4 separate regions of the Mus musculus genome follow, and all the other regions are linked to region 2. Evidence: chromatin contacts called from public Hi-C and HiChIP or PLAC-seq data. All regions are on one chromosome and are shown on one strand. The core of a region is the stretch at or near the end of the contact, and the rest is flanking DNA. Distances in the headings are between cores, read along the strand shown.

Evidence for each region. Hi-C and Micro-C count contacts between places; a contact is called where the count stands out from the background. HiChIP or PLAC-seq counts read pairs in DNA pulled down with a chosen protein or histone mark.
Region 1: a contact with region 2 is called in a Hi-C map of rod photoreceptor, with 2.7 times the contacts expected there. The contact joins the enhancer-like site here to the promoter of Sh3bp4 in region 2. A contact is called at or near these places in 3 of 39 promoter capture datasets (the 3T3-L1 cell line and hippocampal neurons), 2 of 484 Hi-C or Micro-C datasets (embryonic fibroblasts and rod photoreceptor) and 3 of 115 datasets of contacts at active chromatin or transcription factors (astrocytes, embryonic stem cells and pancreatic cancer cells).
Region 3: a FOXA1 HiChIP or PLAC-seq map of pancreatic cancer cells shows a contact between it and region 2. The contact joins the enhancer-like site here to the promoter of Sh3bp4 in region 2. A contact is called at or near these places in 5 of 39 promoter capture datasets (embryonic stem cells, frontonasal cranial neural crest, hippocampal neurons and 2 more), 3 of 484 Hi-C or Micro-C datasets (the C2C12 cell line, muscle stem cells and palatal mesenchyme), 6 of 115 datasets of contacts at active chromatin or transcription factors (astrocytes, embryonic forebrain, forebrain and 3 more) and 1 of 9 other capture datasets (adipose tissue).
Region 4: a contact with region 2 is called in an H3K4me3 HiChIP or PLAC-seq map of embryonic stem cells, with 20 read pairs. The contact joins the enhancer-like site here to the promoter of Sh3bp4 in region 2. A contact is called at or near these places in 11 of 39 promoter capture datasets (the C10 cell line, the SN4741 cell line, cranial neural crest and 7 more), 4 of 484 Hi-C or Micro-C datasets (embryonic stem cells and nephron progenitors), 27 of 115 datasets of contacts at active chromatin or transcription factors (a beta-TC-6 cell line, bone marrow-derived macrophages, craniofacial prominence and 13 more) and 3 of 9 other capture datasets (adipose tissue, embryonic stem cells and pancreatic islet).

What each region holds. Positions count from the first base shown.
Region 1 is chr1:89,572,082-89,579,175 of GRCm38.p6, forward strand. The region is part of intron 1 of Agap1 (ArfGAP with GTPase domain, ankyrin repeat and PH domain 1); the gene reads left to right. The region is part of intron 1 of Gm41914 (a long non-coding RNA gene); the gene reads right to left. Among named protein-coding and RNA genes, the nearest start is that of Gm41914, 5.3 kb to the right of the region's middle. Within about 2 kb of position 5,135, at least 198 of the 459 cell types and tissues checked have an H3K27ac peak or open chromatin away from gene starts, as enhancers often do. A contact at or near this core is called in astrocytes, embryonic fibroblasts, hippocampal neurons and 2 more, where this site is marked.
Region 2 is chr1:89,065,304-89,072,657 of GRCm38.p6, forward strand. Sh3bp4 (SH3-domain binding protein 4) reads left to right here and starts at 5,112. Exons shown (of 6, transcript NM_133816.3): 1 at 5,112-5,294.
Region 3 is chr1:89,518,910-89,526,471 of GRCm38.p6, forward strand. All of the region lies in intron 1 of Agap1 (ArfGAP with GTPase domain, ankyrin repeat and PH domain 1), which reads left to right. Among named protein-coding and RNA genes, the nearest start is that of Gm41914, 58 kb to the right of the region's middle. Within about 2 kb of position 4,497, at least 28 of the 459 cell types and tissues checked have an H3K27ac peak or open chromatin away from gene starts, as enhancers often do. A contact at or near this core is called in muscle stem cells and pancreatic cancer cells, where this site is marked.
Region 4 is chr1:88,794,982-88,802,710 of GRCm38.p6, forward strand. No RefSeq gene overlaps it. Among named protein-coding and RNA genes, the nearest start is that of Platr5, 44 kb to the left of the region's middle. Within about 2 kb of position 5,665, at least 28 of the 459 cell types and tissues checked have an H3K27ac peak or open chromatin away from gene starts, as enhancers often do. A contact at or near this core is called in embryonic stem cells, extraembryonic endoderm stem cells and trophoblast stem cells, where this site is marked.

The DNA of each region.
Region 1 (7,094 bases), core at 3,885-6,384, 510 kb after region 2:
GCCACCTGTGCGGTTTAGGGGAGGAGCCCTGGAGTGGAGGGAACATGAGGGGACGGGCAGGTGTGATGGTTGCCTTTGGGGTGGACTGGTCTTGAGGGAGGGATAAGAGGCCCAGGGGTATGGAGTTAGTCCCTGCTTTGTGTGTTCCTTGCTGTCAAGCATGCAGCAGTGTCTCGGGATTCCTATGTCAAGAGTGTCTGTTTCCAGATCCTGGAACCTTTGTGTGGGCTGACAGTTCTCCATCTTTAACATCACTCCTGACACAACATACAGTGTTGGTGGGAGTACCATTACAAGTCCTGGGATGCCCCAAATTGGTGACCATTGCTCTTCAGCTCACCATTCTTCAGTTTGTCTTCCATTGTGGAAGAGTTTGGAGCTGGTGCTGAGTTTGGAAGGAGTCACAGGTAGCTGATTGTCAGAGCATGGTGAGGAAGTACAGTGGTTGGGGCAAGGCTGGGTTCCTGGCTGAGGCTTCATTCTCGCCCCGCCCACACCGCACCTCAGCCCCACCCCCTGAGCTGTTGAAGCTTAGCTTGATGTCTGCATAAGGCCCCCGGAGGCAGGTGTGAGGCAGGTAGGTAAGAAGCCATGGATGTTTTCTTTTCTGTTAGTGCCAGCCATGATATGGTGACTTGTTCTTCTCTTCCAAGGAGCTCAGGTACGAGGCAGTTACTCCCCTGGAACTGCCAGGGGAAGTGGTTGCTGTCTGCTGCCTGGGTTTGCTTGTCCTTGGTGCCTGAGGACCACTGAAATGATCCACTGGTTGACAGTGGCAGGGAGGGAGGAAGGGGGAAGGGCATGACATTTAGACAGAGAGAATGGATCCTCTCTTGAAACCTCTGGTCATAGAATTCCAAGTAGCCCTCTGGGAGAGCCCAGCCTGGGATGCAGATGTGGTCACTGTCAAAATGTGCTCCTCAGGACCTGTGCAGACTCGGGGCATCATTTGGGGCCTTCACTTCAATCTTCATGTAAGTGCCAGGAAAACCTGTTAAACCTTTCGGTGTAGGAAGATGGGGTGGCCCAAGGATTCCTTTCTTGGCTTTCTACTAACATCTGCTGAGTAGTGCCCTCCTCTCTGCCTAGCTGCCACCTCTACATGCAGGTGACTCTCAAGATCAGGCCTCTTTAACTCTTGATGGTCCTTCCTAGAGGATCCTCACCGAATCTCAGTCACTCTGTCCTGTGCTTTAAGCTAGTCCTGTGTACTGCTAATTCTGTTGTACTTGCATGTGGTCTTGGGGTCTCTGCAGGTACTGGAGTTTATAGATTGAAAGGCCAGCAGAAAGGAGACCTAACTCTGCCTCTGTTGGGAAGGCATCATCCATGCTGGGGCAAGGCGTTCTGCTGGGCAACTGTATTGGGGTTAGCCACCCTCCCGTGAGCAACTTGTGATCCACGATGAGAAAGCCTGACGAACTCATTAGTCCTCCAGGCTGGATTGTGATAGGGCCATTACTTTGGCTTGTCTTCGATGCGCTGAAGAAAGGGGTAGATGTTTCCAGCCCTCTAGGGAAAGAGTTTCTGTGACACTAGGACATACTTCACAGCCAGTGAGGGGTGTGTCCCATTTGTTGATGCCTCTTATTTCTTTTCCTTGGCTGCATGCACACAGCTGATGTGTGGGAAGGCTGGAGGGAGGGAAGATGGGGTGGGAATCCTTCCGCATGCTGTGGTTGTAGCCATGTAGAGTCCTTGGGGAGTCACTCTTAAGTAGGAGCTGCTGTGCTAAGTGTTGCTTGAATTCATTTCTGTAAAGTGATGGCTCATAGATCTGACTTAATGTCTTAAGTCTTCTTCACATAGAACATTTCCATGTGTGGTAGTGAAGCTATTCACAGTGGATGCTCTGTAGAGCATGCTAGAAAACCACAGCTTCTCGCTGGTCCATGTAGGTGGAGATACGGTTTTAGCTGGGGTTGGGACTGTCCTCAGTTGTTCCAGGCTGTGTTGAAAAGCTGTGACTGGGTTTGGGTCCCTCTCTGGCCCTTCTGCAGAAGGCTCTGTTAGCTTCTGTTAGGATGGCGTCTCTGTGGGCAGTGACAGTGTAGGATCCCGAGGCTTTGGAGAAGCTGGTCAGTGCTTGTCTTAGGGTTTTACTGCTGTGCACAGACACCATGACCAAGGCAACTCTTATAACGACAACATTTAATTGGGGCTGGCTTACAGGTCAGAGGTTCAATCCATTAGCATCAAGGCAGGAGCATGGCAGCATCCAGGTAGGCATGGTGCAGGAGGAGCTGAGAGGTCTACATCTTCATCTGAAGGCTGCTAGCAGAATACTGGCTTCCAGGCCTCACCCACAGTGATATACCTACCCCAGCAGGGCCACACCTTCTAATGGTGCCACTCCCTGGGCTGAGCATATATAAACCATCCCAGTGCTGGTCTTTTCCTGACCCCTGTACACCTAACTTGGGGCATCTGTAGATGAAATGAGTGTATTGTTGCCTAGCTGTAAACATCTACAAAATTGCCCCCAGCATTTTATTCATGGCCACAAGACTTGTTCATTCAGTATTTGGTAGATGACCTGTCTATCGTCACAGGATGATGGGTGATCTGATGACCTGCATCTCACTATTGCTGCTCTGTTTTATGGCTGATTCCTGGAAAGAAGGCAGTCTCTCTCACAGAAAGCCCAGCTAGAGCCTCTGGTCACTGTTGACCCATGCAGAGGTGGGAAGCCCAGCTAGAGATGGTGGCTACTGTTCACCCACATAGAGGTGGGAAAGTGTGGCTGGGAGGCACCTCTAGTTTCTGCTCAGTGTAGAGTCTGCACCTTTGGAGCAGATGTGCCCCACCCATGGCAGTCTTGGCCTCGGGTCATTTGCCAACACGTAGAGACATTTTTGCTGATATAGTCAGGAAGGGTATTACTGGGATCAAGTGGGAGGAGGAGAGGCCTGCTGCCTGTAAGGAGGCTCTGTAACAACAGACTGTCCTGCAGAATGTCACAGCAATGAGGGGGCCTGGCCTGGAACCTCTTTCTCTCAGTGTCACCCTGCCATGTACTGTGGGCACTGTTCACTTCCCGCTCTCAGCCCTTGGCACTTGCTTCCTTTTAGCAAACAGCTTCCTACTTCTTTGACCTTCTGCTCTGCAGGTTCCTCCTCTCCTTCCTGCAAGCCTTACTGGTACTCAGGCCAGCTCCATGTACAGACACCACTAGCAGCAGGTGAACAGTTGGCCTCTTGTTGGAAGTCAGTCAGCACCTAGCAGGACTGACAGGTCTCCCTTGCTTGGTGGCTCAGCCTTCTGCAGCTGGAGGATACATGTCCTGGCCACTGCATCATGTAGGGTGTGTATCACCTCCTGTGGAGCTTACCTGACATCAAGGACTCCCTGGGACTGAGCTAGACTATACTCTATACTACCAGGGCACTAAGACTTCTTGTGCTTTCCCCTCACATTGGGGGACCGTTACCCGTTGGTCCTGTCAGTGCTGCTTTCTAGCAGGAGGTAGAGGGCAGCGCTTTGTCCTGGAGTCAAGCCAAATTTGGTTTTGGTAAGTTTCCCTGACCAGACTTCCTTCCTTGTTAGTGTCTAAAATGTGGTAACATTGTCACTGAGGTGACAGCCAGGAACCTCCAGTCACAATGGAAATGCTTACAGAAGCACACTGCCAGCAGGTGTCTGGCCACACACAGTCTCTGGCCTGTTGACAGCCTTGACTTTTGTGGCTGCTCCATGAGGAATGGCACAGGCAGCGTGACGGTCGGTGCTCAGAGGACCTGTGGTCCTGCCTCCTGCTTAGTCAGCATGTCCCTGCCCTGAAGAGGAGTATACACTCCCTTCTTGACTAAGCCATCAGGTTCAGCAGTGCTTTATTCACATTTCTCCCTGTATCTTTGGGGGAGCTGGATATGGGGACTGAACCCAGGGCCTTGCACCTGCTAGACAGCAGACATTCCATTAATGAGCCAAAACCCTATGGCTGTATTTTTGTTTTGAGACAGGGTCTTGCTCAGTTACCTAGAGGAACTTGAACTACTTCTGTGGCCCACAAATGCCTCAAGTTAGCAGTCCCTCCTATCTTAACCTCTCGAGTCTCTGGGATAACAGGCCTGACAAGATTCTATTTGCAACCTTCAGCTTATAAAATACGAAAGCTGGGGTCCCCACATACTGCATCATCCAAGGCTGGGACAGTACACAGAACACAAATCTCAAATCAGAAGTCCTCTGAAACAGCCGTCCTGATGGGATGGAGACTCATGCTGAGAAGATCTGAAGATGACATACAGCATCGCCCTGTCAGGCAGCCAGCTACCAGAAGCTAGCTCCCAAAGCCCAGCAAGAAGTTCTCTGTGGCTCTGGGCATCTGTGCCCAGGGAAGGACCATGCGTTGTGATGTCTGCTGCCAGCAGACAAGCATCTAAGAGACTGTGACCCTGATTACTAGCTATCAAATTGTGTTTTTTGGAAAGTTGGCCTGTGAATCAGGCGATTCCTCTGCTGACTTGCAAAGAGGTTCCTCTAAATAAAGCTTATAGGCTCTAACCAGTACTTGCAAAATCTATTGTTCATGAAAGAGGCATAACTGATGACCTGCTAGAAATGGCACTGGACGTAGGCCTAAGGCTTCTGTAAGCTTAGGGCTGAGGTGGGTGGCCAGCTGCCAAGGTGAGGAATTAGGGGATCAGCAGGGCTATTTGGACCCACTAGACTTTTCTTATTCAGACAATTGAATCCCTGCAGTGCCCAAGCCATGCCCGTGTGCTATTGAAGGATAGAGCAGAGAGATCAAGGACACACTCTGTGTGAGTGTGTTCTAAAATGGTGATATGCTATATGGTATGTATGGGAAATCCAAGATGTGGTCTGGTAGTATCCATTTAGGGACACCCAACAAAATAGTCCAGGAGCACTCAGCAAGCCTTGTGAAGCATTTCCTTTGAGCAGAGGCAGGTCTGGCTTTGTGCTGGGGATTTAGGTTTTGGAGTGACAGGCTCAGGATCCTGTGTCTTCTGAGACTGGGAGAGCCCAAGTCTCCAGGGCTGCGGGGAGAGGCCACACGCTATGACAGGGACATGTAGGCCTTCAGGGGGTGTTTAGGACTGGCTGTGGGGCTCCTGCTTCCTCCTGCTTAGAGTGCAGAGAGAGAGAGAGAGCAGCAGCTTGGCAGGCTGGGTGCTCTGAGTCTCCCTGGGAGACTGTGTGTCATCTGAGGTGGATGGAATGGATTCTTCTACTCTGCAGCTTGCATCCTTGTAGGGTAATGCACAAAACCTGGGATGGATTCCATACCAAGAAAGAATAACGGCAGCGGTTATCAACCTGCCTAATGCTGAGACCCTTTAATACAGAGTCTCAACCTTAAAACTATTTTGTTGCTACTTCATAACTGTATTTTTGCAGCTGTTGTGAGCCATAATGTAAACATCTGTGTTTTCTGATGCTCTCAGGCAACCCCTGTTAAAGGGTCATTTGCTCTCCAAAGGTGTAGTGACCCACAGGTTGAAGACCACTGCTGTAAAGCTGTAAAGGAATTCCAAATCCCCCCCCCCCACACGCACCCTCATTTTGTGAAGTATGCTTCAGGTAATAAGGGACATGTGTCTCCCTTTCTTTACTATGCACTAGATGCTATTAAGGTTCATGGTGGCATTTCCCAGAAGCCTTGTTCATACACACTGAGAGTTAGCCTCCAGCTCCAGTGACCCCAGGGTTGCGGCCCTCTCTTTCCTGTGGGCAGCTCCCATATCTCATCTTGAAGATCTGGGGACCTGGAATTTTCGAGCCACTGTACTGCTGTAAGGCTAGGTTGTGGCCAGGTCCTAGTGGCACTGACTTATTAGATGAGTGGCATGTTGGCTACTGTTGCCACTCTGAGACTTCCTCCACCGTTTCTTTCAGTCCTAAAATTACAAACATCATTTTTATAAGTTTGTGAATTCCTCGAGGCAAGAGAACCCTGTCTTGTCCTTTTGTATGTAGTATAACATACACACACACACACACACACACACAGTCTCTTTATGAATAAATAAGTCCATAGAAAAACAATGAAAATATGTTAATAATACTTCCTGGTTATACCAGGAGTTTAATTTTTAATGGTGCCTAGGCCAGTACTGGTCACGCTTTTCTGCTCTTTGTCGCCAATGAAGCTGCTGAAACAAAAGACGTGAATGCAGACCGGGGCACTGAGAGTCTGACTCCAGTTCCATTCTCACCCAGGAGCTGTGCACTCAGTCATGGAGAACTCAGCCTGAGCTCTGAGCCTCAGCATCCTCCTAACTGGATAGAGGTAGACATTTTAACATGCTTCATGCCTGCCTTCATGCCTTTAGAATAGCTGGTGGCTCTTGAGTTTTATCAGAGAGCTGCTTTATTCAAACAGAGGATGTCATGGCCTTGACCTTTGAATGGTCTGTCTGAAGGACCATTGTAGAGACGAAGAGTTTCAAACAAAATGTCTACCTTGCCCATAACTGATGGTAGGGATCTTGTAGTTGAGGTAGACGTCACCGGTGGTGGCTAGCTATATTTTGAAATCTTTGAAAATGAAATACAGGTTGGAAAGATGACTGAGTGGGAGAAGTACTTGACATACAAACATCAGGGCAGGACTTTGGACTCCCAGGACCCACTTAAATGTCAGGTGGATGTGGTAGCCCACCTATAATCTCAGTACTGAGGAGACAGAGTTTGGGAGATCCATGGAACATGCTGGCTAGCTAGACTAGCCAAATCAAGTTCTTTGTTCCAGTGAGATACCCTACCTTCATGTATAAAACGAGGAGTTGCTGAGAGGAAGGATATTGACCTGGGGCCTTCACGTGCAGATGCACCTCCCCCATATACTCCTACCCGACGTGTGCTTGCCCACAGGCAGGCAATAAGTAAAGGAGTCACGTAGAAGCGTTTCTAATAGTTTGCCATTAAAATCCAGGTGTCATAGACTTCAGTTCCGGGAGACCCGACTCATTCATTCATCCTTCCACCACTGTCACTGGCATGAGCACAACAGACACCTCCTACGTTTTGTGGTGATGAGCTAGAAAGAGACCTTAGAAATGCCTGACCTTCCCAGCCACCTGTACCTTGCCTATGTGTAGCCTCCAGGGTCCCCTGGCCTTTGTAGG
Region 2 (7,354 bases), core at 3,862-6,361:
CGTTGTACCATCTCTCCAGCCCCACATCTGAAGTCCTTTTCATTCCTTCAGGTGAGTCAATTTCTGTTACATGACAGATAACAACTGTTGGCTGTTGTACATATAACTCTCTCTCTTTCCAAATAATATTCTGTGACTCTTATATTCTACTGGAAAAGTAGCAGCTACTATATGCCTTTAGCCCTTCTTTGGCGAGGTTACATATGCGTTTTTTATTTGTTCTTTGAGGTATACATACATGAATGTATACAATGTACTCATGTATCCAATGAAACATGATCATATCCACCTTCCATTCACCTGTTAACTCTCCCTAGATCTTCCTCCTAATTCCATGCCCTCTGCTTCTGCATTTTCACTAACTCACTAAGTCCAGTGAGCAGTGCCTGTCTGTGTGTGTATGTGCGTGCATGCATGTGTGTGCGGTTGTGTGTGTGATACCTACCAGAGGTTAGGTTTCATCCCCAAAGAATGCCTCTTCCTTCCCTTGGAGCTCTCGATTTATCTTATTTCCCCCTCCACACCACTGTTTTAATCCTTATTGATTTCATCCCTCTAAAGAAAAACTATCCTTTTTATCTCACGGCTGAGCCCGCACCCTGGTATATGGAGAGATGCTTTACTGGGCCCGCTCTTGATTCCTAAGTAGTTATTCCCTTCTGTGAAGTGTTTCCCAGGAGCACTGTGGTTCCCTAGAGAGTGTCTGCAGAGTTCAGCACGGTAAGAGGCACTTGGCCTTGCTCTAGTCTGAGCTGCTGTTTCTGGTAGTGTTTTAGCTGCTTTGCTGAATACTTAGCATGGAGCAGGGGTGGGGCATGGAACACTGCTGGGCTTCGTAATAAGTGTTCTATGTGGACTCTGGTCTCCACTTCTCGCTTTCCCGGATACCGATGTCAGAAGTCAGTTACTTTTGTATCAGTGTAACAAAATACTTCCTTATAGGGAGAATGAGTGAAGGGGGTAGGGGGGAGATTAAAGTTGACTCACAGTTTCAGCCGGTTTTCAGTTCAGAAAGTGAGGGAGGCAGTTTAGTTCCTGGTGGACCGGATTTATGAGAGACAGAAGGCACAGCAGAAGACAAGAACCAGGGGCTAGGCTCTCACAGGGAAAACCCCATCCTGAGTGACAATCTTCTACCTGCGACGTCTCAGCTCTTAAAGGTTCTACAGCTTTCCCAAAATAGCACCACTAGACTGGGAAACAAGGATTCCAAACGTGATTCTGTGGGATCCATTTCAGACTCAAGGCTTAACAACATATGAGACATCCCCTCAAAGGCAGTTTCATAGCACACTGTGCCCACACCTGCAAGGAACCTATGCAGAATTTAGCTGAGGCACAGTATCTTGGACACTCACTAACCTGCTTCCTGAAAGCAACATGGACATCGCTTTGTAAAGGATACTTCTATTTGGAGTTTAAGAACCAGACTCATTCACTTGGATTTAATGTGAACCAAAGAATCATTTGTCAGAACATGTACGTATAAATAATAGGTTGTATCTGTAAGTTAATTTCTGTGTGCCCAGTACTATATCGAACAATATTTACACATTATCTTCGCTAATTCTTGCAAGAGTCACACTGATCTGGTTTTTTTAAACATTTATTTGTTTATTTATTTATATTTATTTATTTATTTATTTTTGGTTTTTTGAGACAGGGTTTCTCTGTATAGCTCTGGCTGTCCTGGAACTCACTTTGTAGACCAGGCTGGCTTTGAACTCAGAAGTCCGCCTGCCTCTGCCTCCCGAGTACTGGGATTAAAGGCGTGCTCCACTAAGCCCGGCTATTTGTTTATTTATTGAGAGAGGGTTGTGTTCATGTCACGGCCTGGGTACAGAGGTCAGAGGGCAATTCCTTATGTGAAGATCTATAAGTATATATACCAAATTCATTCATATATACATGTACAAGGTCTTAGCTTATAATAAGCCTCCAGACAGACAAGTAGACCACCTTTACCATGAGATGTCCAGAAAGGGTTAGGATCAATGTTTACATTTGTACCACTTTTCTCTAATATTTTTTGCTTTTCTGTGTGTTTTGAGACAAGGCCTCATGGATCCCAGGCTGACCTAGAGCCCAATCTGTAAGAGAAGCTGTCCTTGACCCTCCTGTCTTTATCTTCCAATGGACAGACCTATAGGTGTGTGACACTGTGCCTAGCTCTTGGAATTCTTTAATCCACCAGATCACCAAGCACCGTTCTTTTGCTGAAAACCCCAAGTGACTGACTGGGTTATTGCCATCCCATTTGCACCAGGAATGCTCGCTGAATACTTGAACGCGGTGACTGCTTGGGGTGGCTCATTTTCTCCTTTCTCCTGACTTAGCAAACTTTACAAAAGAGCAAGCCATAAAAACTGGTGGAACCACAAAGCATCGGTTCGTCAGGAAGCATATCTAGAGACCTCGTTCCTTCCAGAACACTCAGAGAATGCTTCACAGATGACTTAACATAAACACAGTGTTCTCCCCCCCAACGCCCCCCCCCCAGTTTAGTTCTTCCAAAGTCAGATCCAACTCATGGCATCCTTTTTCTCTACCTTATTTTGCTTCAAGATCCTGAATTCTATCCACTCCTCGCTCAGGAAGCAAGCTGGCTTGAAGACTATACGGTATTCTATGTCCAGGTGGACAGGGGAGCCCATGCCCTCTGCTCCCCCAGGCAAAGCATCATGTTATAGTCTGGATTTCTGCCCAGCTCCATACTTTGATGTGTCTCTGACCTTTGTTTCCAGTCACCAAGCATCACCTAGGCCACACTTGGGCTTTCTCATCTTCTTGTTCCTTTGTGAGCATTTTGCTCAGTGCAGCTAAGGAGTCTTTCATGTGCGGGGCCATTTGCAGTGTTTGGGGGACTCATTTTTTTTATACCTTTGATCATTTATAACTCGCTTGTCTTTTTCAATGCTTTATAAGCAGTTCTTCTTTTGAGACAGATTCAGTATAGCAGTAGATCTAAGTTGTCTTTGAATTCATAATCCTCCTGCCTCATTTTAGCAAGTACTAGGATTAAGGTATATGACACCTAACCCAACAGGTCTTTGTTTTTTAAAAGATTTATTTTCATTTTGTGTAAATGAATGTTTGCTTGAATATATGTCTGTGTGCCACTGGTACGCCTGGTGCCGTGAAGGGCAAGGGAAAGTGTCAGATGCCCTGGAACTCCAGTTAGAGATGGTTGTGGGAGCTAGGAACCGAAGCGTGGCCCTCTGGAAGAGCAACCAGTGCTTAACCTCTGATCCATCTTTCCATTCTCCAAGACAGGGTCTCACACATCCCAGGCTGATCTTGAATTCACTATGTAGGGGAGTATGACCTTCAACTTTTGATCCTTCTGCATCCACCTTCCTTGAATCCCCCTTGAATCTCTTGAGTGTGGGCTTGAGTGACTACATCCCCATTTCTTGGCGCTGAGGATGGGACCCATGGCTTTGTGCATGTTTGGCAAGCACTCTACCAACTCTAGCTATAACCCCAGCCCACGTTCATGCATATTCTCCCTCTCCCTCTTTCTGACATGGTTTAGACAGGAGACATTCGGAGTCACGGCAGTACAAATAGCTAATATTTAGTGATGGCTACTTTGTGCTAGGCATTCTGCTGAGGCTTATGCTCTGTATTTAATTTTCATACTCAGAGGCAAGTGACTCACACAGAGGCCTAGAGATCCCAGCACAGCAGGCTGGCTCCTGACACGCCCTCCAGTCTGGATGCTTTTGTCTCCTCCACCCCCACCCCCTCCAACCATGTAAGTCACTTGCACCTTCAGGAGACTGCTTCTTTTAAGGTCGACAGCTACACTTAAGGAGTAATTGTACTCGTTTCCATGTTCTAAGAGAATATGAAATTCTACCCTCTTAGCCTTAGGTTGACCAGTATGTCTACCTGACTCCACTAGGACTACATCTAGAGCGGGGTGGGGGTGGGGGTGGGGGAAGGCGGGCAGCCCGAGTGCAAGGGTGGAGTGGAAGGGGAGCATAAAGAACACGGGAGATAGAAAACTGGCTAGTATTCCGACTCTGAAGCCCTCTCCCATGTGATCTTGCCGAATATGATAATCTGTGTTAACGTCTGAAGTCACTTAGAAAATATAAATGGTATCTGTCGCCAGCGATGATAGTGAAGATGGACTCAGTGGGCTGCTGGATTTGGATCTGTGGCAACATTGAAGACATGATTGCCACTGGTTCCAAGTGGAAGCCTTCATTCCCTGGCCTCACCACCACAGCAGTCAAAGGCTGGTTCGACCTCACTGAGGCAATCAACCCCTACAGGCCTCTGTCTACTCCCGTGAGAGATGACTCATGAGCTTGGGCTTTTGCTCCGCTGCCTCGCAGTGTGTTCATTCACTGAGCTCGCATCGAGCGTCTACTTCTGTATGTGAGTCTGGGCAGAGGAAGTGTAACTATGCTGACATGTATTCAGTTGCAATCTGCCTCGCAGGCAGCTCTCCTCCACTTGTAGTTGTTCCCTAAGCTGAGTTTTGTTTGTTTTTTCTCGGTTTTACTGCTTAACCACTCCCGGGGGATCAGAGGCTTCCCCAAAACAGAGCACCGGAGGTCTCCATCATCTTTGCTCATTTCTGGGTCCAGGGGTAAAGATCCCGAGGCCCTAACCCCACTCTCTTAACTGGCGCTGTTAAGGAAGGAGACAAGGAGTGTTGGCGGGAATCGCGCCGGAGCACTGGAGGCGCCAGTAAGCCAAGCCGCTTCTTTAAGTAAATCAGCGGCTCAGTCGGCCCCGCCCCTCCGGGACATCCCGCCCCCTTCATCCAGGCCCCGCCTTTACTAAGAACTGCCCTCCCCCAGCTCGAGGCACAGCCCCTACTTGCTCCAACCTCATATTGACCACGCTCATTTGAGCACACCCCGCCCACTTTTGCCCCAGTATCGTCTAGGCCCCGCCTCTCCGACAAAGACTCCGCCTTGAGAGTGCGATTCCGCCCCCGGTCCCTACGCCCCAGCCTGAGCTTGACCCGCCTCTTCCTCGCTCCGCCCCCAGCTTTGGCCCCGCCCCTCCCGCGGTCTCTGCTTGCGCTCCGCCCTCCTGGAGCCCGCTGTTTGCGCCCCGGCCCCGCCCGCGCTCGCGCCCCGCCCCGGCCCAGACCACCTCTGCGCCCGCTGGCGGGGGCCGAGCGCTCTGGGCTGTCGCGGCGTCTGGGCACCTCACCACCTCTGCTGCCTCGATCGCTGAGGCCGCGGTACCGGGAGTCGCGCGCGCCCCCGGCCGGGTGAGCCCCACAGGACAAGAGAACCGCAGGACCCGTGGGGCGCCATGCGAGCCAGGTAGGAGCCTAGGGTCGGACGGCGCACCCTATCCCCGCGCGCGCTGTGGCTTTGGGCAGCATCCCGGGCTCTGGGGCGCGGCTAGCCTGGAGCAGCTCCGAGCCCCTTGAGCTCCCGGTTCCCTGCCCTCTGTGGTCACAGCCCGACCTGGGCTGCGGATCGTGGTCGCTAGGGCCCGGGGCGCGGGGAGGGCGGAGGGGGTCGCGGCGCCACCCGCGCGGTTCTGAGAAGGAGCGAAGAGAGCGCGGCTTTGGGTTAAACTTGGTGACAATGCACATTTCAACTTCTTCGGAGAGCCCTCCTGGAGGATGAAATTGAAAACTCCAGTTTCTGTCTTGGTGATCGAGTGACCGCGCAGCCCCGAGGTGACAGCGCTGGGGTGTGCGGGTGGGAGCGGTTAGGATAGAGGAGCGTTGTTCTGCAAGTGCTGTTTACCGTGAAGCCGCCCTGCGCCGCCCAGTGTGTCTTGTTAGAGGGTTTGGGGGCCAGGAGGCTCCCAGCTGGGATCTGGCGTTGTAGTATGCAGGTTTGGGGGGCTTAGCGGTGCGGACTGTGGGGCTGGCTGGCGCTGGCCCTTCCCGGGTGTGGGGCGCCTGCAGATGCCGCGCGGGAGGAGTGGCGGAGAGCTGGCTGGCCGCTCTGCGTGCGCAGAAGGTTGTGGAGCCTCGTGGAGCTATGAGATTTGAAAGGGAATACCATGCTGGGCTTTATTCGTGTTTATTCTTCCCTTGTTAGTGCATCAGATTGGTGTTCTGTGATTTAGCAGCAGAAATAAAGTTCGTATAACTTTTGCTCTGATTATAAAAGCAATGAGTGTCCAGAGCGGAAATAAACACGAGATCTACGCCGATCCCACATTCGTTGGGGGTGGGGGGTGGGGATGTCGCAGCCTTGTAGATTTAATCATTGAATTATACCTGGCGCCTTCTTGCCTAACCTCAAGAAAACCCTTGCTTGAAACCCTTGATTGTCTCGTGCCCAAAGTTTGGAATTTTTGACCTGCCTTACCACAAAGGCTGTTTCTGATAGTTATGAGTACCCTTTTGATGTACTGGGGTTTCCCATGAGATGGTGGGTACAGATGGAGAGAATGGTGGTGGGAGGGCCGAAACCTCAGCCCAGTCCGTGGTTTTGGTACCGAGCCTTGTAAAAATGACAGTAATGATTCTCAATCTGCTTCCTGGGCCAACCATAAAAATTAATGGGTGGTTTGCAGAGCGTTTTTGGCATCCTTAGATGGACAGCGGCTGTATTTCAATGTGCTGGGGAGCATTTAGCTGTTACACAGTGTCATCTAGGTAGCTAGGTAAAACAAGCTACCTAGAGCTTCGCTACCCTGCCCAGGAAGCAAGATCTAGGCAGGCCCTAGGGATCCCAGAGCACACTCCTATTCTCCTGTTGGTGCTGGCTAAGTCCTTCAAAGTGAGAGGCTTGGAAGTAACTGGTCTTCTCAAGGATCCTTTCTGCAGCATCTTTTGGACTTGGGGGAGGGGGTTGTCCCAAAGTCAGGGGGCATTGGTGCCTGGTATATGCAAAGCTGTAGAATGTCCTGTAAATGCCTGCCCAGGTCACCCTCCAAGAGAGAACAGTTGGTCCTGGGAGGACACATGAAGTGAACAACCTGGTTTCCCAGCAATTTGTTTTATGTCTCACGTGTTTACCGACTGAACAATGACCGGCTCGGAGGCTGGCTGCAGAAATGCCAGCAAGGCCTCTGTGGACTTTCCTTTTTTTCCTGTTGTCCCCAGGTCCTGGCACCAGGCTTTAATGTTCTTACAGAACAATTAATAGGGACCCAGACCGAGAGGTGAGGCACAGGCTGCCTTTTGTCCTCACCCTGTCTCCCGGCAGGAGCTGGGCTGGACGATTTTCTTCGCGTTACTGGTGACCCTTTGATAGTTTCGGTTTTTTAATTGTTATCCCCACCAGCACTTTGATAAGGCCTGAGTCTAGTTGCAGATGTGAGCTCAGACAGGGCCTTGGAAGGGCCTGAAAGCTGGCTGGATACATTGTTGATGAGGCACCCTTCACTCTGGTTGTTGATCACACGGAAGTTGTGT
Region 3 (7,562 bases), core at 3,247-5,746, 450 kb after region 2:
TCAAGTCTCAAAGAATTAATGAAGGTATTACATTGTGTAAAAAGAACTGTGGTAAGCACAACTCTGTATAAATGTAATTATGGTCAATGGACTGTATGTTAAAAAAATGGCTAGGATGGTGAGTTTTATTATGTTTATGTTGTATTTGCCACATTTTAAAAAGCTGTTTAAAATAAATTTTTGTGTTCTGGCACAGTGCTTTTCAGTGTTTAGGGCCTGCAGTATGTACCCATGTGCAGTATACACCTGTAGTATACACGGGTCTGCCAGACCTGCAGGTGGAAGCAGGTGTATAATTTTGAGTGTTCTCAGCTCTCTATCTTCTGTATGTCTAGTCTTGAGAGAGTTTGGTATTCTATCACAAATGGCTGATGTTCAGAGACTCATTCCTCTTTGAGTCAGCTAGGCATGGAAGTAAAGTCAAGTCACTGTGGCGAAAGTCACCAGGGCAGTGTGCTAGTGTACCAGGTTCCTGTTCTGGAGGGAAGATGCTAGGGGAGGGACCAGGAAGAGCTGTAGCCATACAGCAGAGGCTCAGGGTGCACAGCCTGCAGGCAGCTCGGGAGAGGCAAGGCAGGGTGCTGGCCGAGAGCCTTCATGAGGAGCAAAGCCTTGCATATGGACTTCCTGGTCTCCAGAGCTGTCAGAATAAATGGCCATTGTTTCAAGCCACCTGGGTTGGTTCATTATTGAAGGCCTAAAACTCCAGCAGCCACCTGCAGCTGTGCACATCTGTCCATAACTACCTATAGCCGCAGAGTCTGCATCTCTGTGCCCTCTCCTCTGCACCCTCTGATGCTCCGTGGTCTCTGTGCTGACCTCTGAGAGGAATGACAGAGGCCACGGAGTATTGTGTACTTACAAATCTGGCATGGCCCAGCCACGGCTCAAAGAAGCAAACCCCCCCCCCCCCCCCCCCCCCCCGCAGACACTGTGTGTCATTCCCCTCTTGACCGGAGCTTGTTCTGGACCCCTTCTTCCCACTTCCCTGGTCATTTGTCCCACACCAGCTGGCCATTCAGATGTCACTCTGTAGCCTTCTGACCGCATGTGTGGCCGCATCTTCTTTTTACCCTAAAGCTCCAGGGTCAGGGCTGTAAGGGGTATTACAGGGCTGGATCGAAGGCTGTGGTCCTTCCTTCAGCGGAGCACGCGCTGGTCTCTCCCAGCTGCTCCTGCCTTGGCTCACAGTTCTGATTCTCCCTCCGTCTCTACAGCTGCATCGTCTTCTCCTCTCAGACCCTATCCCAATGACTCTGAGGGTCACTTCGGGTCACTGCATGGCTCAGAGTCATCAAAAAAGCCTCCGCCCTGAATCTTTCACCTAAACTCATGTGGGAAGTGATTGTGTCATTTGAAGCCATAACTTCTCAGGCTCTGTGCCTATCAGAACATCTGCATTCTGCTAAATTGTACTTTTACTTTGTTAAAGGCATGTAGGTAGAATCCAGCAGTAGGATTCTCCTGCATCCTACACTGTCTTCTACGCCCACCATTGTCTTCCCGCTGTGCTGTTGGGTCACTGTGTGCAGACAAGGCAGAAAGAAAGGCAGGCTCATTGTCTGGGTCTCCTGCACAAAGCCGAGGTCATGGGAGAGTTGATGCACAGCTTCGAGTGTTGAAGAAGTCAGTCCTGTTCTTGTGTTACACGGTGGCAGCTGCCTCTCAGGCACGTTTAGAGAGTTTCTGACAGATTAGGCATGGGTGTATACTGGCTAGTTTTATGTGAACGTGACACAAGCTAGCATCACCAGAGAGAAGGGAACCTCAGTCAAGAAAAATGCCTCCATAAGATCTGCTGTAAGGCATTTTCTTAATGATCAGTGGGAGAAGGTCCAGCTCAGTGTGGGAGGAACCACCCCTGGGCTGATTGATGGCCCTGGGTTCAATAAAAAAGCAGGCTGAGCAAACCTCTAAGTAGCACCTCTCCATGGTGCCTGTGACAGCTCCTGCCTGCAGGTTCCTGCCCTGTGTGAGTGAGTTCCTGTCCTCACTGCTTCTCATGGAGAACTGTTACATGGAACTATGCGCCAAATAAACCCTTTCCTCCCAAGGGGCTTTTGGTCCTGGTGTCTCATCACAGCAGTGTTAACCCTAGCTTAGACTGGGTGTGAACCAAGGGAGGTTCGGAACGGCAGTGATGGACTGGTTAAGTGATGATGACTTGGCGGTGGGGCTGGGGAGTGGTAGCTGAGAAATCCCTTTGGGAGAAAATAGGAGTCTAAGGATTTTTGTTGAGCTCTGAGTGTGAATCAGTCCAGAGCACTTCTAGACACATTGGGTGAGCTCTTTGGCTGTCTTTTGGACATTTAATCTCAGAAACCTGTTTCCTCTTGTCGGCTAGATTAATCCTACTGTGTGTAGGAGGCCCAGCCGTGAGGCCTGAGGTCTGTGAGGTTGCCAAGGAGACCTGTACACTGGGAACCTCATGGAGAGGCTGGAGGACAGACTGGACTGCTGCTTCTCAAGTGCAAGGCACAGCTGATGTTGACCTCTGATGGACTCTGCAGTCTGTGAGTCCCAAGCCTGTGCAGGTTGAGGTTTCTGTGCTGTAAGCAGCCTATCCTGAGCTCCGGCCTCACAGCCCTTCCTATGTGTGCCGGGAGCAGGAGGCTGGCCAGGACGCTGTACGAAGCAGTTTTGATGTGTGAGCAAACTGACCACTTGGAGGTGTGGCACATTCTCTCATCAGACCACATGCCCTAGGGAGAGGTCCTCGGATCCCTTCAGGGAATTCCGTCTCAGCTGTTGTGGGCTGGGGATCAGCAGCTTTCTCTGGGCTCCTGTTGTCATTCACTTACTGTGCATACCCATGAGTGGACAGCTCGAGAAAATCCCCGAGCTGGATTCAGAACAACCAGGGCCCGGACATGAGGTCCACGCTGCGTTTACTTGCCCCGCTCGGCCTGTAGTTGATCCTTGTGCTGGCGAAACTGGAAAGGCTCACTAAATCCTTGCTTGCTTGGAAAAGCCAGTGGCTTGAAATGAATAATTTTGAGCCATTAGTAGAGAAAACACATTACCTGTATATAAACCTGACAGTAACAGAATCACTTCTGTCTCCCTTGTTAACCGAGCTTGCTAACCTGCTGCCTGCTTTGTATATTCGCAAAGCCTCCTGGGTGGAAAAGGAGAATCCAGTGGAAGGGTGAAAGATCCTTGCTTGAGCTCCAGACAGCTGGTGAGTGAAAGGCAGCCAGAGACACAGCTGTCCTTGAGTTGCGCTTCTGCCAAGTCAAAATAACAGGTATGGGGTTGAGATTCCGAGCTCAGCCTGTGCAGTGCCTGCTGTGTGCTAGGCCTTCTTGAAAGGGCGAAACACACCCTTTTGTTTTCAGTCCTTGCCGTGGAGCGCTGTCCTCTGAGCACAGTGTGGGTGTCACGGGAACAGCCGTGGCTACGTGCGAGAGACTCTCAAGCCATGACTCCTTGACAGGCGGCGTTCCCTCAGAGTAGGAGAGGTGTAGGGAGGCTCATTGGACCCTCGGCTGAGCTCAGTCACACTCTTTTGCACTTACTGGCCAGTTATATGTTAATTCTGGCTAAATTGCACGTGGTCTGGGTGAAGTACTGTAGACGGTGGAATGTTAACTGCGAGTAGGACTCCTATACAGCTATGGGGAAGCTGTCATCCATGCTGGGGCCGAGGCTTCCTAGTGGCAGCTGCTCCTGGAGATAACCCCTCTCCCGTGCTTCCCTTAGTTCCCGTTGGGCTACAGTGGAATCTTACTGTGTGGTTTTGTTGTTGGTACCCTGTAAGGGAGAGGGGGTTGAAGACGATGCTCTGTGTCTCCTCGGAGAGAGTTCCCACAATGGCCCTGTAACAATCTATTTTACCGAAGAGCAGCTTTGTAGCTGGGGTTTGTTACTGCAGCCAGCAGCTTGAGGGTCTCTGTGAAGCATGCTGGGGTGTGGTGGGTGGGGTAGAATGAGGTCTGGCTGCTGTGACTCCTTTCCTGTGGGTCTCAGGAATGGAAGTAGAGCCATTTGATGGAGGAGGAACAGTAATTTTCTATGCACAGTTTAGTTCTGCTGATGTTTAATGAGAACTTCAGGGAAGGTGCCCTGGAAAAAGAGAACACTGGGGCTCCACCCCTCATACCTGTCTCTGTGTGGTCTTTAGTCCCTCTCAGGCTTCCTTTCATTCTCCATGATGAGGCACTGGTGTCTCTGACCAATGGCCTCTCCGCATAGCAAGATCTAGGTACAAAATGGTCATTGGATTTTTGTAGACCCTCCAAAGGCCACACCACCAGGAAGCTATGTTCACTGATGTGGGGCTCTGGAATTCTCTTGTTTGGCCAGTCTCTGCATTTCCTTTAGCCCACAGGTTGTCACCAGTGTTTGCTTTAACTTCCTCTTACGGCTATCTCAATTCGAGATTGCCAGCCTGAGCTACAGATCCATCTTGCCACAGATGCCAGCCCACCGCCACAGGCTGACTGCAGAGACTGCAGTGCCCTGCTGCACAGTGCTGGGGAAACTTGTTGCTGAGGGGATGTTTAAAGACTCTTCCAGTGGAGACAGCTCGTAGGCGGCGTGTTTTCCTGGCTCACTCCAGAGTATAGCTGGCCCCTCGGCAGTTGGTATTTCCCAGTGGTCCATCGTCCGCTCCTCTTCTACTGAAGTTCTTTACCTTGGCTTTCCAAGCCTCCTTTCCCTGGGAGGAGTGGCCATGGTCTCTGTGGGAGCAGAAGCCTGGCCTTGGCCCTGACGGTGCTTGGGGCTGTGATGGCTGGGGAGGCAGCGCCTTCCCTCACCAGGCTGAAGACAATTGGGAATAGACACAGGGTGGGCAGAGGCTTCCGAGCCCTAGAGAGGCAGTTTTGTCTTCTGACTGCTGTCAGTTGTGGTCAGAGGAAAGGGGCTTTGAACAGTGGAGTGGGAGTCAGCCGCTTTTTTATCTTTGAGGGTCACTGAGCATCTAGAGTCAGCCATCTCTAGCTGTTAGCCCCTTGTTTACCTGCCCAGCTCTGAGGTGGCTGGCAAGCTATGGGCTACAGCTTCAGTCCTGCATGCTAGCTGAGTGCCTCACCCTGCAGTGGATGGCAGAACTTTTGCAGGCTTGCATGCTGGAATGCACACAGCCAGCTTTTCCTGACCCCTCTGGGTTTGTGGTGAAGGGAGTCATTGAAATGGGTGGGATAATCCACTCTTCTCAGAGGTGGGCTGCTGATGACCTCCACAGGCCTGAGAGTCTAACTTAATAAACAATGGCTTAAAGTCTTACGATGAGTTGTAGTGGTATTAGTGAGGTGTGTTATTGTTTGTTTGTTTGTTTTTGTTTTTCGATCACATTTTACTGCTTTATTTACATATTAAATATTTCTCATGAACTTTGCTTTATAAAACTGACAAAGATTTTTGCCTCATTAAGCAAGCTGTGTTTGCTGACTGTAGCATAAACACATCATCACCATGCAAACAGACATACATTTAAGTGCATATACTGTGAATTTTTGGCTTTTAGGCTTTCAGACTTGTTTATTCAGGTAGTATAAAAAAAGAGATGAGGCACATTCTTAGGGGAATTTTAAGAGTACACATAGGTTAAATTTTTTGTTCTGCGGTAATTGTAGACTCATGCTCAGCAAACAAGGCGATTGAAGCAGCAGGAAGGGAAGGAAGTGAGTAATCTAAGTGGATAGTGGGATCTTAGACTTAGCTTCTTGCTCGCCTATACTGCCCCCTGCTGGCCATGCCAGACTTTGCATTGCGGATGTATACTTAGCAGGAAGGGGATCAGTTGTTTCATACATACACACCATAGGTGATCTCTTTCTGTGATCTTCCTTTCTTTCCCAAGAATAGAAATGACTTTCAGGTCTTCTGTTCTGATATCTTAAATGATATCTTGGTCTCTTCTCTCTGCTCTTCCTACAGCTAACCTCTGGGATTATTTCCTGTCCAGGGTTCCATGAGATTTAACCTTTTTTTTTTTCTTTTTCTGTTTGAAAGAATTGAGAGAGTGATTAGTGCATTGTGAGCTGCTAGTTCTTTTTCATTTTATTTATTTATTTTTGAGGCAGAGTGTCGTCGTCCCCCAACCCCCACCAGGCTAGCCTTGAACTAACTCATGCCCCTGCTTCTGCCTCCTGAGTTCTGGGCTTAAAGGTGTGAACCACTAAGCCAACCTGCTAGTTCTTTATAAAAGATAGAAACATGATTATAAGCTCCTGAGTGGAGGGGTCATTTCCCCCATTGGGGAGCAGTGGGTGGAGTCAGGACCCAGGTCAGCTGACAGGAAGGAGGACCCAGATGAGATAGCTCAGATGTCTCCAGAAAGCAGGAAGACTTGGAGGGGGAACAAAAGGCTTGTAAGGGAGCCTGCGTGGTTACAGCACTAATTTCTGCATGGCCCCGGTTCCCCACTGACTGCAGAAGAGCAGGTATCTTGGGAGGATGTCCCCGCCCACTAGAAATGCTGATAGAACCCCTGTCCAGGATGCAGAGGTTGTCCGTCCAGGAAGGGAGTGAGGTCCAGGTCCCGCCTTCCCCCAGTGGTCACTGTTGTCTGCTCCTGTTCTGACCTGGCTTTGAATCACTCATTTCTTTATTTGTGACCGAAGCGATGCTGTGGACATTTGTTGGTGCTGCTGGTTTTCATATTTTCTATTTGTTCAAAGCATGTGTTTATAATCGCATCAAGTGTATCATTCTCTCTCACTGTCTTCTCCATCTTTTGTCTGCTCCCATCTTCCCCACTCCTGTACCTGCTCCTTCCAAGTAGCTCCCCTCCCACTTTCATGGCGTGTGTGGAGGTGTGGTGTGGTGTGTATAACACCCGTGTTCTGCGTGTGACAGAGAAAAGACAGTATTTGTCTGTCTGGGTCTGGCTTACTTTACTTATTATGACAGTCTCTGGCTCTGTCGGTTTTCTTGCCAACACATACTTTATTTTCTCTTTATGGCTAAATAAAACTCCTGTGTGTGTATGTACCACATTTCACCCGTTCATCTGCTGCCAGACGCTGGGCTGCAGTGAACAGCGATGCGGTAGGCATGAACGAGCAGCATGAACGAGCAGGTGTCCCTGCGGTGTGCTTAGGCCTTTGGGTAGATTCCCAGGTACGGGTGGGTCATGTGATCTTGCCAATTGTTTTAAATTGAAGCCAGGTTTTTGGTTGACTCATTCTCATCAGCCACCAGTAGATGGAGGGAGTGAGACATGCAAACAGAGTGCTGTCCCCACTGCCCGGAGTCTGTGACATCCATCCCTAAAGATGTGTGTTCATATTGTTCCGTGTGGATGTGCCCGAGTGTGTGTAGCTGAAAGAACCCAACGGAATTAGCTGTTGGTAGTAATATGAAGCGGGAAAAGCCATTTATGAAAAGTTTAGTCATCTTTGAAAATTAAGGAAAGTGTATACGTTTGTTTGGTTTGCAAACACTCATTTTTTTGGTAAGTCAGCAGCAGCCAGAGTGGACTGTAGAAATACGGTGGAGAACCACGGGGTTGGTGGTGTACTGCTAAGTACAGTTGTACATCGAGGGTGGGCACCCCTCCTCACCTGGTAGTGGTCTCCAAAGTGGTTGGACAGTGCTTGGGCACACAGTGGAAT
Region 4 (7,729 bases), core at 4,415-6,914, 270 kb before region 2:
GGTTATGGATTCTCCTACAATGCCCGAGGCATGCCACTTCTAACACAACCAGCCAGGCTCAGAGTTAAATTCAGCCTCCACACAGTGACTCATTTTCAACAAGAACCTGCTGCTCTTGTTTCGAAGCCAAATGTTGGTGAGTGGCACAGGTGTCTCCCAGAAAGACAAGGAGGAAATAGTAATTGTGGAGCAGTTCACATGGCAACAGCTTGACATGCAACTGAGCGTAAGCGGTAACGGAAGATAATGGGCCCTTCACTCACTCTCCCGTGCTGCTGTCAAAAGAGAGTTGGAGAATGGGGAAGGCAGTCTGGCTGTTCCGTGTCTGTCAAGTTGTCTTTTCAAGTCTCTGTAGATTTCCCCTCCCCACTGGGGACTGGATTCGATTCAGCCTGGGGCAGAAAGAACAGAGAAGGAGCCTAGGTGAGATGTCTAACACCGCCCCCTCAACCCGCCCACCAGCTGCCCTGCACCCAGTGGCCATCAGCTGTGAGGGATTGGTCTCTGCAAGGGCTGCTCAGAGTCTTAGCCCAGTAGACCATGTAATCCTGCATCTGAAGGCCAAGCATGTGAGCTCTAGGTGCGCGTATGTGTGTATGCGTGTGTGCGTGCATGCACGTTGGGGTGAGATGGGGGTGCGCAGGTGAAAGAGTGTCTCCAAGCAGCAAGAGCATTTTTCCCTTCCCTGAGCCGCGCTGACTGGATAACCATTGCTGGCTGGGCTCCCAAGTACCTCCCTCCCCTTAGATGAGTACTGAAGGCAGCTGTGCATCACGTGCACCTCTCTAAGAGTTAGTTTGTGTCGGACCACTTCCGGTTCCAACTGAGCACCTCTGTTTCCCATCGCTAGGGAAATCATAGGTGAGACTAGCTGGGCCCTGCTCTTCCCAAAGGAACTCCCTGTGCCCTGGTGGTAGTGCTTGGTTAGCAAATAAGATTCACCTGTGGGGTTGGAGTGACTGGGTAAAGGACTTCTTCCCCCATGGGTTGACAGAGGTTAGAGGAGCCAACTTCCAGAATCTTTACATTTTTCCTTATGCTACTTTTGTTGTTGGTGGTGGTGGTTGCTTTTCGTTTGTTTGTTGTTGCTTTTTAGATCCTGGTCAGTCTGAAAGCGATTGAATAAAGAATATTTTGGTTTTATGTGTATTCTTACTTCATTGAGTTTTGATGTCAATGCTCTGATTTGTTGGTTACTTCTGGATCTACCGTGTTTCTGTTTCCATTTCTTTCAAGTCAAAGCCTCCGTCATTGCTGGGACCTCTATCCATCTCTAACAGGACTATTCCACAATGCAGATCCCCCTGGATGCAGCCTCCCCACACTGACACAGTTTTCATTTTTATCCGTTTCTGACTCCCGTAATTTTCTCCTGACTTCCTCCCTGATTTCTAGATTATTTAGACATAATCTGGTTGTGTCCCCGGGAGCTAGAAGCTTCCAGCTATATTCCCGTTTGATTCTGTTTGGGATCGATAATGGAACCAGGAAGGAACCCCAGATGATGCTTCATGCCCATGTCTCAGAAGCTGCTGCCTGTACCAGGCTGACCGACAGGATAGTATCCTCACAGCCCACCGTACCATATTCTGATGAAGTCTGGGGTCTGCGGAGTGCAGCCAGCAAGATGAACTCCAGCCCTGTACCTGCCGCTCTCAAGAGCTCTCTGCACACTGTGTAAGCACACAGCAAGATATTTTGTACTTCCTACTTGACTGCCCAGGTAAACAAGAGTCCTGTCTCTGTGTCTAAGTTCTGTTCAGTGGATTTGATACTTTTACGATGGGTATGATCTTGACATCAACATGGCTTCAAATATTTTCATGGTCCCCAAAGAACGTCCTTCAACTTTAAAATGTTCCCTCTCCTTGGGTTTGCCCACTCTGGGAGTTTCATATATGCGAGTCACCTCACACAATTGGTGACCTCTGTGTCTGATCATTGCTCAGTGGGTTTGCTTGTCCTGCATCCTCATGGCTAAGAACACGAACCTCGTGGATAGTGGTTGCAACGGCCTGTCTACCCTCCTGTGTCAGAAGCTGGAGCTGAAGCAAGACTCCCTTTGCTGCCTCCTCCAGCATCTCCTCCATCCTACCACCACCCCACCCCACCCCACCCCCATCCCCACCCCCGAGTCACAAACTGGCAGGTTCACACCAAACGGCCTCTTAAGCAAGACTTCAGCTTTGTTGGCATGTCGTTCTGGTGATGAGAAAAGTCACAGTCCCTTATCGAGAATATTTCTTCATTTTTGTACAATCACAGTCAAAGGCAGTGTCTGATGTGTGTGTTCTATACTTAAAGGTGGATAAGCATAGTTGATAGATTTCACATAGATTTTAGTGTCGGAAGAATGTTTCCTAAAACCATGTTGGCTTTGCCCTATCTCATATGAGACAGGCAGAACTTGACACAGGCCACTTATTTCCTTGACTGCTGGGAGACTAAATTTAATTTCAGTTGGATGAACTGGGTAACTGCATATTTGGGGAATACTGATTTCTCCCTTGCTGCTGAAGAGTTCCTGAGTTTTAATCTTATGTCTTTTATTTAAAAGATTTATTTTCTTTTTAATTGTATGTGCGTGTGTGCATGCATGTGTGTACACTTGAGTGTGTGTGCCTAGGTATGTGCACACAAACGTAGATGTCTATGGAGGCCAGAAGAGGGTACAGGATCCTCTGGACCTGGAATTAAGGATGGTTGTGAATTGCTGGATATGGGTGCTGGGAAGCAAACTGGGTCCTCCGGAAGAGCTGCGAGTGTTTTTAACCACTGAGCTACCCATCCTGCTTCTGAAACTTATTTCTTGAAAAGAAAGAAAACAGCCTGTGGTTACAACTGTATTTATTATATGGATGTCAAATAGTAGTTGTATTTTAAAAAGCTACATATGTGATTTTTAAAAATATATATAAAAACACAACAAATTTATCTAAAGTTATCATGGCTATTCTCACATATTACTGAATTTGAAAGAAGATCTGATTATTAACCTCTTTTTAAAAGCCTTGGATCCCCAACCCACGCCTGTTCCTCCACCTCCCCTTTCTTCTGAGTGGAAGCTGGAAGAAAGTCAAACTCTCATCCCTCATTGATGGCCGGTTTTAAAAGTCTTTGAAGACTCTTCTCCCTCTGCCTTAGGGTTTGACAGTTTGAGGAAAGAGGGTGGCTTAGTGACTGGCTCACAGCTGTTGTGTAAATACTTCCTACTCCAGCCTTGGGATGGTTGAGACTGTGCATCAGAAGGGGCCCCACTAGCGGGAGGAAAAAACCCATAAGGCCTTTGTTTAAGCTGCCAGGTTTCTGTCTCAGGTCCGGAGGGTGAGGAAGAAGCCAGCCACTTTGGAAGTTCACCATCTTTACCTAGCTCGAGGTGGGACTCGAACCCACACCTATCAGTCTACCTATCAAGGGATCCGACTTCTAGTCCCTTATTATCACACTGGCACACAGCCCCTGGAGAAACTAGAATCTGTACTCCCTGACCGTGGCCACTCACGGTTGGTTCTAGAAAACTCTATTCCTTTCTCCCAGGGGGTGAGAAGAACACGTCTGCACTGGCCAGAGTGAACTAAAGAAGGTTTTGTGATAATAGCAAAGTCATGGACGTGTGCATATAGATGAAGGCGCCGCACAGAGCAGAGTATCGTGTTCACAGTGGGAGGGTAAGCTCTGGAAGACGCTCTCTCCAGAAGGACGCCTTCTATCACTGAGAGATGCCAGTAGGGACAGCCTTGCTCCCGGATGGGCCGCACCTATGCAGAATTCACAATGAACGCAGTGGAGAAGAGGTTGTACAAGGAGCCTTGAGACATCTCCCATCTAACGTTCCGGGCCTGCCTCTCAAGTCTGTTCGTAACTTCAGAAAGCTCTCAGGCCCCCAAACTCAACGGATCAACGTCAAAACAAATTAAACACAGGAGGCCTCTTGTAAACTATGCCTCTGCCCAGGATGAGCCTGGCTTTTCTTTCCATTATGTAAATTCCATTAACAAAAACTTCTAAAAGGAGAAGCCGTGGGGAGGATTATTAAAGATGAATGATGCTTTCAAAGGCAGGTCAAGGTCTAAATCCCTAAAGCAGGATCTTCTCCACTATGGCCCTCACGGAAGACTCCTAGGAACGTTCCCTTTGGGGGCTTCTCTGAGTTCCTGTTGACTTCAGTGATTAATGGCTTGCCCTTTGAAAAAAGCAACAAAATAAGAAAAACAATAAAACCTCACTACGGAGATAGAGTAGGATCCAGCTGAAGGAGCGCTGCCTCTAATGTAACTCGAACATAAGTAGGAACTAGCTAAGCTTGTCAGCAACTAGAGAGGAAAAGGCTGTACGTCTAATATAAGCTGAGATTAGGTTTGGTGAGAATATATTTCTGTTAATTTGTTGACTAAGATTGCTCCTAATTAGGTCCTGTTCCCAGGACTAAAGAAGGCATCCCTGGCTCACAGCGCATCCGGCTCATTCCCATATAAAAGAACATGCCTTTAGCAGGCCATTCCCAGGGAGCAGCAGGGTCCCAGCCATGGTCCTGTGCTGCTTTGTGTTTATCAGGGAAAGACCTAATTCTGACAGGCAGAGATGCAGGCAGGCAGGCAGGCAGGCGGTCCTGACCCTGGGTAAGAACTACCAGAAAAGAACAATACCGGTTCACTTCAAAAGTAATCGTGACAGTATCTTTGCTGTGTAAATCTTCTACTTGTTGGAACAGCCAGACTCGAAGTCTTTTGTCTCCGCTTAACAGTTTAAAGTCAGGACCTAAAAGAGACTCAAAGAGGATAGCCTGTGTGGAACATTGAGTATTTATAGAAACTGCTAACATTGTCTGTTCATGGCTACTTTCCCTAGGAGGTTAGGCAGAAACAGGCCAGCCTTATTAAAGAGCCATTTCCCTCATCCCCTGGCTGTTCGGAGTGATTCTCATGTGTGTGTGTGTGTGTGTGTGTGTGTGTGTGTGTGTGTGTGGTGGGGTGGGAGAGGGGGTTCTTAACCGACCATCCCCTGTGTGCTTCAGTAGCTGACACTCACGCACCATCTAACGTGTTACCGTGGAGCACATTGTTCATTGTCCCAAGGCACAGTTGGGCCTTGTGTTGTACAGGAGATAAGTTCGGGGCTTTGAGCCATCATTTGTGATTACACGAAGTTCAGAGTTGCCTGACTGGCATTTCTGGAATTGTTGAAGACGAGATTCTTAGGAAGAGTTTGAAAGCCTAAGCATTTTGAGGCAAAATTGCATAATGAGAGAGAGAGAAAAAAAGGACCCACCTATCCTTGCCTTTGTGATTTAAAAACAAACAAAAGACAACAAATAAAAACAAAAAATTGGGCTTGCTGAACATGAAGCCTGCAAGTCACCTGCAGTTTTTTATGGGAGTGACCAAGTTAAGAACAAACACTTCAAGAACAGTGCTATCCACCAAGCATGGTGCTTTCAAATTATCTAAGAATTTGAGAGAGGAGAGTCTCTGCTTTGTAAAGTGTATAATATAGCCTGCCTACGGCAAAGGATGTACTCTATAAATTTATAAAAACAACAGCTCATGAATAAACAATGGACTTAATGCAAGTGCCTCAGGCTAGAGAGTGGATTCCGAGCCAGCCCCACCCTACCCACTCCTCCGCACACTGCAGGAGCAGCCACTTCTGTGCAAAGTCCAGTGTCCTTCAGCTAGAACTTGAAGGGCATTGTGTTTCCCTGGCCTCCGAGGCAAGGGTGTGGTGAAATCTAGTGAGGAGGAGGAAGACACAGGCACTGTTGTCCTGAAGTAACAAAGCAGAACAATAACAGATGTGACTTCTGGGACCCTGCTTTAGTCCCACGGTCAGGTTTAATGGCAGTGTTGACAGGTAGCTGGCTGTCCCTGTGTGTTTAGAGCTCAAAGATACCTCAAGTCAGGGGGACTCAACTGGCTTCCAGGTCTAAGATTTCACAAAAACCGAGTCCTGACTTCTGCTCACTGCTTCCCAGAGCATTGGTCCCACATGCATTTTGAGCCACTGGGAAGGATACTGAAAGTGGAGGGGGCTGGGTCCTTACACAGAGAACTGCTTCCCTTGGTGGACAGCTGCTTCTAGTGCCTTCTCAGGGAAAAGAGAGAAAGGTGATAGGTTAGTTCTTTGCCGCTGGTGAAATGAGCCAATTCAAACCAGATTAGATTAGATCATATTAAAGGCAGGTTTATTGGGAATTGAGGCCAGAGGAGTTGCCATTGGGAGGGATGGGGGACAGAGAAAGAGAGAAAGGGTATGAGCATAGAGAGAAGAGAGAGAGAGGAAAGGAATAGAGACCAACATGTCTGGATTATTATATAGGGAGGAGCCTCTGGGGTGGAAAGTTCAGGGTTGGGGGCAGGGTGTACCAGGTAGGAACTGAGGAATGCTGGGAGAACCTGGAGGCCTAGTCTGCTTTGGTATGTAAGTTATGCACTTCAGTCTCTTGTTCCAGGTCCTGAAACCAAAGGAAGGAAGGAAGGAAGGAAGGAAGGAAGGAAGGAAGGAAGGAAGGAAGGGAGGGAGGGAGGGAGGGAGGGAGGGAGGGAGGGAGGGAGGATCCAAAAGATATCAGTACTCATCCAGGTGTTAGATTAGAGCTAGATTGCTCAGTGAAGTTTTCTAACTTATTCATTCACTTCAAAAAAAATTGTTCACTAGGCAATTTGAGGTGACATTTCTGCTATAACTTTTTTGTTTGTTTTATTTTCCTGAGTTGAGGATAGAACCTCATGGATACTCATGGGTACTCATGGGTGTCATGGGTACTAAGTGAAGACTCTACTAACAGGTCACATCTCAGCCCTCCATCTTTCTTAAGGTGTGCTAACAAGTTGATTCTAATTCATCTTCATACTGAGATGAAATGTGCTAGCCAGCAGATCCCCAAAGCCCTCACCAAAGAAATCAAGATGTCCCAAGACTCGATCCCATGACTTAGGATCCTATCTATGGCTTAAGTCACAGTGGCTGGGTGTCACAGGTGACCTAGAGTCTGTCAGACCAGCACCCAGCAAGTGGCTCAGGAGATGACTTTGTCAACTTCATGGTGATCTGGCAAGCTGTTTGTTAAATTAAATGTAACTATTATTGCAAATAAACTGATGCAAACTTATAGTTAATTAGATTTTACTGAAAGTCAATGTAACTACTCCAAATCCATCTCTTAAGTATTTTAATGCAGTCATGCTTGGCTTCAAGGCTGTTTACAACTATGTTAGCTGCATAATGGAATTTCTGTGTCTCAACATGGAGCACACCCTTCTCCTATCTTTTCTTGTAAAAAATGTATTGTATTGTATTGTATTGTATTGTATTGTATTGTATTGTATTGTATTGTATTGTATTGTACTGTATTGCTTTGTATTGCTTTGTATTGTAATGTATTGTATTGTACTGTATTGTATCGATTATGGGCCTGTGTGTGGGTTTGGCCACATGAGTGCAGTGCCCAGAGAGATCAGAGCTGGATTTACAGTCAGTTGTCAGCTGCCCTCCATTGGTACTGGGATCCAAACTAGGGTCCTCTGCAAGAGCTGCAAGGGCAGTGTGCATGCTCTTAATTACTAAGCCATATCCACAGCCCAGTGATTTAGCCCAGACTGACTTCAAAGTGGAAATCTCCTGGCCTCTACCCTACTGGCACGAGCTACTATAACCATCACTGTCCTTTTGTCTTTGCATTTGATGTTCTTAGTGAACAATATCAGCACTACAAGAGTCAGCTAAGGCTGTA